Linked DNA regions of Gossypium hirsutum: region 1 is linked to region 2. A link is a contact called in public Hi-C data. All regions are on one chromosome and are shown on one strand. Each heading gives the region's core, a stretch centred on a gene start, on an enhancer-like site or on the middle of the called end of the contact. The rest is flanking DNA. Distances are from core to core; before and after follow the strand shown.

Region 1 (4,078 bases), core at 258-2,757, 240 kb after region 2:
TAAGGAGAACAACATAAAATGAAAATAGTTAAAAGATGATACCATTCTCTCCAGGCTTCAGTCGTCCACCAGGAAGTTTGCAGAATGTGTTCCCAATTTGCAGAAGAAGAATGTGAGGATGATTATGTTCTTGGACCTGCATGAGAAGGTAGTATAAGCAATCGAAGGGAAAAAAAAACATTAAAATGGTCATAATTAGAAGCCAACTTTTTGTAAACCACACAAAAATTATGGTAAGTAGTAAGTTCAGCAGAAGTACAAGATAAACTCATAATGCCAAAGAGAATGCTAATTCCTTTAGATATTATCATAGACAATGATAATTAAAATATACATATAAATTCCATAAAAAAGGGGCCTTTCATGTATTAGGATGTAATTCCTCTTTATACACATAAGACATAGTTGTAAATTTCTTCCAGGTTGACTATCATGGCCATATGTAAACACATGTACGGGCTAACTACTGTGTATAGAAAAGTAGGAGTGAAAACCATTACCACTCATATTTGCAAAAGAGAGAGAAGCATAAACATTATAAGGTTAAATCTTGTTGGTTATTATGATGTAATGGCTAAACAGAGGTACAGTTACATACCAATAAATTCAACGCTAGTTCTCATGCCCTCTTTCATGTAACTGCAACTCCAATAAAAAAAATCGATTACTAACTTAAGCTCATAAAGGAAAGTTTCAACATGCCAATCTGTAAGTAATCTAATGACATCCACGATAAATTCTTCAAGTAATTGGCACCTGTTTTCTTTTTTGAAAAAGGGTTTTCTTGCTTTTGCTTACCCAAAAACCAAGTCAATACTTTTACATCGTCTAAAATACGAGAAACAAAATCAAAATCTCAGTTCAAATGTTATAAGGTTTCTACCAGTAAATAGGTTTTGAACTACATATTGCCCCCAGATCCCAACATGATCTAAGAAACGAGAAGCAGCTAGGGTTTCGAAGACCACCGACTCAACTAATTCGAACAGTCCAACACAAAGCAATTCAAAATTAGCCCTTTTTTCCTCATTTTCTTTTCCATATTTCTGAAACAGAATAGTACAAAGGAACCCTAAGCACATGAAAAGCCAACTTCAAGTCAGCATTCTCAGGAGCCAAAAGGGAAATTGGGGTTTATCTAGGGTTTTTAAAAATCCTGAAAAAATATGAAATTATACAAAGAATAAAATGAAGAAAGTGAAAAAATGAATTACTTGACTTTCATGCGAGCAAGGCGATCGGCGACGGACGTGTCCTTCTCCATCTTCGGCTCTTTGGTACCAAAGGTGTAGCTGGACAAAGGGTACGTGTTAACCACCGGTGACATTACCATCTCTCCCTCTCCGAGTCGAAACGTTTGTTTCCCCGGCGGCAAAATCGATTGTGGGTACGGAGAGAGAAGGGTGGGAAAGGTCAATGAATATTGTCTTATTAAGGAGTTAAGCCCATTGATAATAATCAGGAAAGGGCCTAACCATTGTTGTAAAATGGGCATATGTTTATTAGGCTCATTGCATTTGTCGATATGTCACATTACTCATTATCTGCTATTTCCGCTCCTTCTTAATCCTTTCTAATACAACCATTACAAATAGGTCCATCGTATCAACATCATCAACTAAGCGCAGGAAATTAAAAGATTTGAGTTTAAAAATGGTTAATAATGGTGATCTCAAATTGAAGTTTTGCCCAAGGTACAATCTTCCTACACTTGCTCTCTAAGTCCAATTGTGATTGGTATATAAGAAAATACAACACAAAGCTACTAGAAATCTAATTAAACTAAGTATTTACAATAGAATCTAAAAAGAAAATTGATACAAAACCCTAAAAATATTAAAGAAATCTTTTTTGTCCACCCTTTCCTCCATTGACCTTTTAAGTAAACCGCAAATCGCGACAATATTGGTTCATCATTGTGACTTACTCCACTATTTTGCAACACTGTATCTCCTTGGCACACATTTGAGCATTAGAAGTCAATGGCAAATGTCGCGACGTCTTCTTCTAAAAGTTGAGACACTTGCTACTACCATTTCTCCAACATTGCTTCTAGCACTAAGGACTTTCATATAAAGTAATGAATTGAATTGATGAGATAATGCTAAAAATGAGATGATGAATTACGCGCAATTCAAAATATTAGAAAGTGTTTGAATAGTTGAGTTGTCTGGTTCTTGTGTGCTTGATCCATGTCACCCCATTAGAAAGATGACAAGCAAAATGGTTTAGACTTGAGCTATTTCATACATTTTATAGCATTTTTTGGTTTCCACTGTATTTCTTATATATATATATATTCTTAGGATAAATCGATTTCAAAAGATACCATTCTCATTTTCCTAGACGAGCACTCATATTTTTAACTCCACATTTTCCTTTCTCAACATTTTTCTCTCCAATTTGAAAAAGGTCATAGATACACATACACGAAACAAACATTAAGGAGGTGTTTGTTTAATGGGAAATGATTTACGGGAAATATTTTATATATATTTTTATATTTGTTTCATAGAAAATAACTTGGTTAATAGTAAATGATTATAAGTCAACAAAAATAAGCCCTTTTTTCTTGTAAATTGATTTATCTTTTTGAAAAGTATAAGCCATTTTCTAAAAAAGAGCCCTTTTACATGTAATTTTAATTTTGTATAAAAATTAACTTGAATCATGCATGATATTCTTATAATAATTTTCTTTGAAATATATTATTTTTATTTTTACTTTGAAAATTGTTTAAAAATATTAATATAAAATATTATAATGTTCAATATTATTAAACATGCATTCAATAATATAATAAATTAATAATCTAATTTATAATTTTAACAAATTATTTAATATTACAATTTTATTTTAATAAATTTTAACAATAATAATTTTAAAATTTAAATAATATTCTTAATATATTATTGAAAAATACTTATATTAATAAATATATTACAATTTATAAATATTTAATATTAATTTTTTAATGTATAAAATATGAATATTTAAATTATATAAATATTTGTATTTGTTTAAATTAGGATTAGCTTCATTTATTCCTTTCAACTCTAATGAATCACTACCCACTCTCATATATGTAATATATGTAGTTTAAATTAAGTTTTAATTAGGCATTGTTGATTATTAAGTTTATATATGATATTAATTATTATAAAAATTATTCTTATTACAACATAAATTTTGATTGTCATAAGAAAATGCTACTAGAATATTTTTTAACACATATATTTATGTTTTGTTTGTTATACTAAGAACAACTTTTAGAAAATGATTTCAAGAAAATTTGTCAAACAACGAAAAATATTTTGCCTAGAATTGTCCAAACACCAGAAAATATCAAACTTTCTAGAAAATTGATCTATTTTCAGTGAAACAAATGCAACCTAAAGAAAATAACTAAAAAGAAATAAAAGTACTAACTAATCTACTAGGAAAGACAATATAAAATGAAAGGTAAGAATGTTCAAACACTAAGTGAAAAAGGTTACTCATCCTCCTCCTACTCTTCCTTAAATTCTTCTTCAACAACCTTTTTAAGCTTTCTTCTCTTAAGCTCATTAGTAGGAGGAGGTTCATCCACGAATAGCTCTTGTAGCTATTGTATATGCTTGGAAAAATGGTGTATGTAACAGCCCGATTTTAGCTAAATCAGAATAGTGGTTTTGGAACCACAAATCTGAGGTCAAAAAATTATTTTAATATTATTTTATGTGTTTACAGCATGTGACTATATATGTGTGAAAATTTCGTTAGTTAATTTTATCGTTTAATAGCTCAATTTGAGAAAAAAAGACTAAATCGCGTAAAATGCAAAAAGTTGCATTCTATATGATAAAGGTGTCTAATTGATATGGTTTATTAAATGTGAGGTCCTTATGATTTAATTAGACCATGATTAGTGGAATTTGACATAAATGGCCAACCATTAAATGTTTTCTTAATGTTTTAATTAAGGTTAAAATGGTATTTATATAATTAAGTTAATTATAATAAAACATAACAAAATGGTTCATCATTTCTCATCTTTTTGAACTGAAAATAAAATAAAAGAATATGGTTTTAGTGCTTA
Region 2 (4,568 bases), core at 1,550-4,049:
GGGTTAGAAATCGGGGGGTAGTTTAATATTCGATTTATTCGAGTTATTTGAATTCGAAAATTTAACTGGATTTGAACTCGAAATTCAAAAAAAAAAAAATTAGAGTTGACTCGATTGACTCGATTCGAATAATTCAAAATTTGAAATTTTTTTCAATTTTTTGAGTCGAATTGAATTTTGCTCATCCATATTCATGGTACCCATTACATCTTCTTTTATGGAAAATTAATTATTATCAAATAGTAATCAAGTTATTTATCACAGAGACAAATAGTAACCCAATTACATATTCTTTCATGAAAAATCAATTACTACCAATTATTGTTTGTTTAGTCAGTCACATCTATGTTTTATCATTTGAGAGTTATCCGTATTGATGCTCAAGACAAAACATCTCCCCAATTGGACTTGATAGACAACATATTAGTCTTTAAATCGATTTGCTTATTTTAAATTAGACTAAGGATATGTTTATTAGTTTTATCTACTAATACAAGTTGTGTTTGCATATTACAATTCGACCATAAAATACCGCTTAGTATTAGTTAAATGTTATATAACCAGTGAGCCAATATTACTTCCATTTTGCTTTGCATGCCAAAACATTGATAACAATATACAAATGGTATTAATGTAATTAATGAATATTTTTATTAAACCAATTTGTTCGAAAAATACAAGTATACAAAACAAATATACTATATTTAAGGTACTAGATCCAACATGGCTAGGCGTAAGTGTATAAAGTTTGAGTTGCACGATCAACTTGATCTTTAATAGCTTATTTGATGATTTCTTTAAGTTGATATGTAGTGACAACTTCATAAATTGTCAAGTAAGAGTCTTTAGCAACTCCTGCATTGGATTATTTAATAACCTTCTCTTGTAGATTATCATGGTGGACTTCTTCTTCATTGATTGGCCTCTTCCTAGTAATACCAATAAGTCTTCCTATCTTAAAAGCAATATGGTCAAGACTCTCCATGATCTTTGCTAGAGACACCACTTATTCTTCCAAAGATTAGGTGAATCACTCCAAATTTTTGTTTGAGGGGAGATGTTGGAATGAAATTACCGCTTGATTGACTTTCTCCTTGAATGATAATTGACAAGCTACCCTTGATCTACGAGTAAAAACTTTTCTAAGTTACGGGTTGATGAATAAACATCATAAAGTGGATTTTCATTAAGCATTAAAGAAGTATGATCGAATAAATCTAAAAGAGCTTTCGTCTTCTATCTAGTGCCACAAGGATGAAAAGGGGCATTAATGTTTAACGATAAATGTCAAATGGGTTACAAGATTAGCTCGAGCAAGCTTGCAAGATGGTTTGTTGTTGATAATCTTCTTAAAAGATCTTGCAAATTTGAACTTTGGCTTCTGGATTGAAAAGATGAAAAGTAAATATTGTCTCACCGAGCATGCTAGAAATTTGTACACACAAGTTTCAAGTCTTAATAGGACTTGAAAATTTGGAGCAAATCAAAGAAATTCTATATATGAAATTATGAGTTATGGTCTCTTTATATTTTTTCATTACAAAGAAAATTTATTTGATTCTTTTCTTTGATGGAGCTTCGATCCAAAGGTCATTTAAACTTGATCTTGGTAGCATTAAGTTCATTTCAAGTGTCATGGTGCCTTTCTCTTGAAATAAGTTTAAAACTCCTTTGTTCAATTGAATAAAATCGAAAGGTAGTTTTCTTCATAAATTGGTTTTTACTTCCTATCTTTAGTTGAACAAGATTAGAAAACATCTTTTTTTAGAACTGATATGATGTTGTTCAAAATTTCTTGAGATTTTGGAGAGAGTTTCAAGTCTGCAAAATATTCCCTTTAGAGAACTTCTGGATTTTTGAACTTGTGAATGTGTAGAAGTGTTAATTCTTCAAGTAAAAGAGAGTTTTATGAAATATAAACTATTTATTTAAGTGATCCACAAATATTAAACTCTTTTGTTTATTATTTATCTTATATAAATTTAATTCATTAGAGATAGAATAATTATTTAACATTATAACTTAATTAATTAAATTTAATTAGTGATAATATAAAACTCTTAATTTAAATTAATTAGAATAAAATAATTATTATACAATATGTGATGTCATCGTTTTAACCTATGATATTTTCGAGTTGACACGTGACCTTTGTAATTAGTTCAAAATTTTCTCCATCTACAGTATTTTAGAACACGAATTAAAATATACAGTGTCTAATTACAAAATTTTTTATAAGCTATTTATTATTTTTAGGGGTGATATCTATTCAGTTCGATTGAATCTTTTAGATTTTTTGAACCGTCCATCATAATTCGATTTGGCTCAATTCAATTCTCGGTTTTTCATATAATTTTTTTTGTTTTGATTTTTTAAATTTATTTTGATAAAATGAGATTTATTTTATAGCTTTTGAATATTATTTGATAAAATTTCAAAAACCTTTTTCATAAATATTTCTAAAAAACAATAATATTTTAAAAAAACTTAAATTATTTTCATTATTTTAAATATAAAATATTTATTTTATATAATACAAAGTTAAAATTAATTTTATTTAAATAAAAAATAACTCAATTTGATTTCAAATAATCATAATTTTTAAATTTATATTTTATAGTCCATCCAAATATATAGCTGGATTTGATTTTTTTCTCATCCCTAATTATTTTTGGTGACTAACCTTTTTAAATTTTGAAAGGGAGTCGATGGAAACTTACAATAAGTACCGTACAGTAGAAGGTATCTCGACACAAGAGATTGTCAATGTGGCAATAGTTGATTAGAACAACATGTGCTTTGAATGGACCACGTTTCCCAATTGTAGTCCCGCAGAGCAGAATATGTAAATATCAATAAGGTCTCATCACGTGGCAGTTCTTGGTTTGATTCTTGTGCCATCTCCAACAAGCGTTTTCTTTTCGCCTAACAAATCAATGAAAATATCTATTTTTAACCTAAAAAATCCATGTATTCACATTACTCTAATCGTTTGAACTATTAAATTAATGAACTCCTCTTGCTACTAAATCACAACATCAATGATTTGCAAAAGTACAAATTATTTATTACTATTATTTTTTGTTTTTCCGGATTTGGATGGGGTGGAATACGGTGTAGTGCATTTAGTTTATTTTTCTGTTTTACGCTACAATATCGTTTTAGTATCTAATTTCATCGTCACCACTATTTTTACACTAACAATAGGTAAGCATACCGCCCATCCAAACTCACCCTTAATTTATCAGTCCAAACGAATGAAAGTACTCTTTTAACTCAAAGCAATAATTTTTTTAAGACTAATTTGTGTTTCATGATTAGTTCTCAATAATATCTTTAAAATTTAAAATTAAATTATTTTTAATATTACAATATATTTTACCATTATTTATTAATTTAATCAATAATTGATATAAAAAATAGAAAACAAATTAATTATGTAATATTTGTTGAAGTGATAAATTGACAAGAGTTGTTTTGCTGCGCTAAGTAAGGCACTAGAATGCAAGATGGCCAACTACTAAAAAACAACGGGCCACTATGACATGTGCATTTACAAACTTAATGCGGGAGATCCCATCTTTGCCATGTTCATAGTCATAGTCTCGTTGCCATAGCTATGCATAAATTTGGAAACTTCTTTGGTTGCAAAGTTTGCCACATTTAGCTTACGATGACCGTTTGTGCTTATGCTACAACCCAGGATTATCCAATGCTAAAGCTATATTTTGAATATAATTTTTGTTTATAGGTTAAACTGTTACCATCGTCCAGTACAATGACGGGGGAATTCTACAACTTAGTGTTCCTGTACAACCAATGAAGCAACGTGATATTGAACTTATTTAGAGTCCTTATCTCATCTGGAAAACCTTGCTAAATCGACAGTGGATCTCATTAAGTCAACTACCCTTAAAGACATAGGTTTGTCTATTGAAAACACCTTGTTCAGAAGGCATGTCTTGCCTTGTATTATCAAAGGAATGTTTCTTCCATGTTCTGCACATGGATCTTATCAGATCACAACAAGGCCTACTTAGAAGACAATCTATAAAAAAAAAACCCTGCGTAGCCTTCAACCACACATGTGGGAGATCCCATGACTCAACAGCTTACTAGAAGCATCTTGACATCTATATCCTTGTGGACTACATTGGGAACCTATAAATATTTCTCACCAATCAAGAAATGGGAAAGACTTCCACTACTGTTACTCAACGTAGTTTCCCCCAAGACTTCATGTTCCTTCCCTAACACATTACAAAGCCACCTTCTACGACTTTCAACTCATCCATTGTCAACCGTCATCAACCACATAACCCATGTTTATATTTATATGACCAAAAAAATCATAATGAATATAGCAAATTGTAAAATCATACATGCTCATGAGCACCTTTATATATTTCAAAACATAATTATAAGATTTTGAATAGAAAAGAAAGAAATACATTAAGCTCAAACATGTATTCTAATAGAGATTGCATGCTTCATTAAACTTGAATTTCTTTTTTTGTCCTTCCATTATTTAATCTGAATCGACCCACAATAGGTTAAAATTGTGAAAA

What was found. Hi-C and Micro-C count contacts between places; a contact is called where the count stands out from the background.
Region 1: a Hi-C map of leaf shows a contact between it and region 2, with 1.7 times the contacts expected there. The contact joins the promoter of LOC107922941 here to the enhancer-like site in region 2. A contact is called at or near these places in 2 of 34 Hi-C or Micro-C datasets (both in leaf).

Annotation. Positions count from the first base shown.
Region 1 is chrA08:63,850,746-63,854,823 of Gossypium_hirsutum_v2.1, forward strand. It overlaps LOC107922941 (pre-mRNA cleavage factor Im 25 kDa subunit 2), which reads right to left and starts at 1,508. Exons shown (of 7, transcript XM_041074466.1): 1 at 1,215-1,508; 2 at 603-639; 3 at 43-148. The coding sequence starts at 1,495.
Region 2 is chrA08:63,612,377-63,616,944 of Gossypium_hirsutum_v2.1, forward strand. No RefSeq gene overlaps it. Among protein-coding and RNA genes, the nearest start is that of LOC107952364, 21 kb to the left of the region's middle. Within about 2 kb of position 2,800, at least 1 of the 9 cell types and tissues checked has an H3K27ac peak or open chromatin away from gene starts, as enhancers often do. A contact at or near this core is called in leaf, where this site is marked.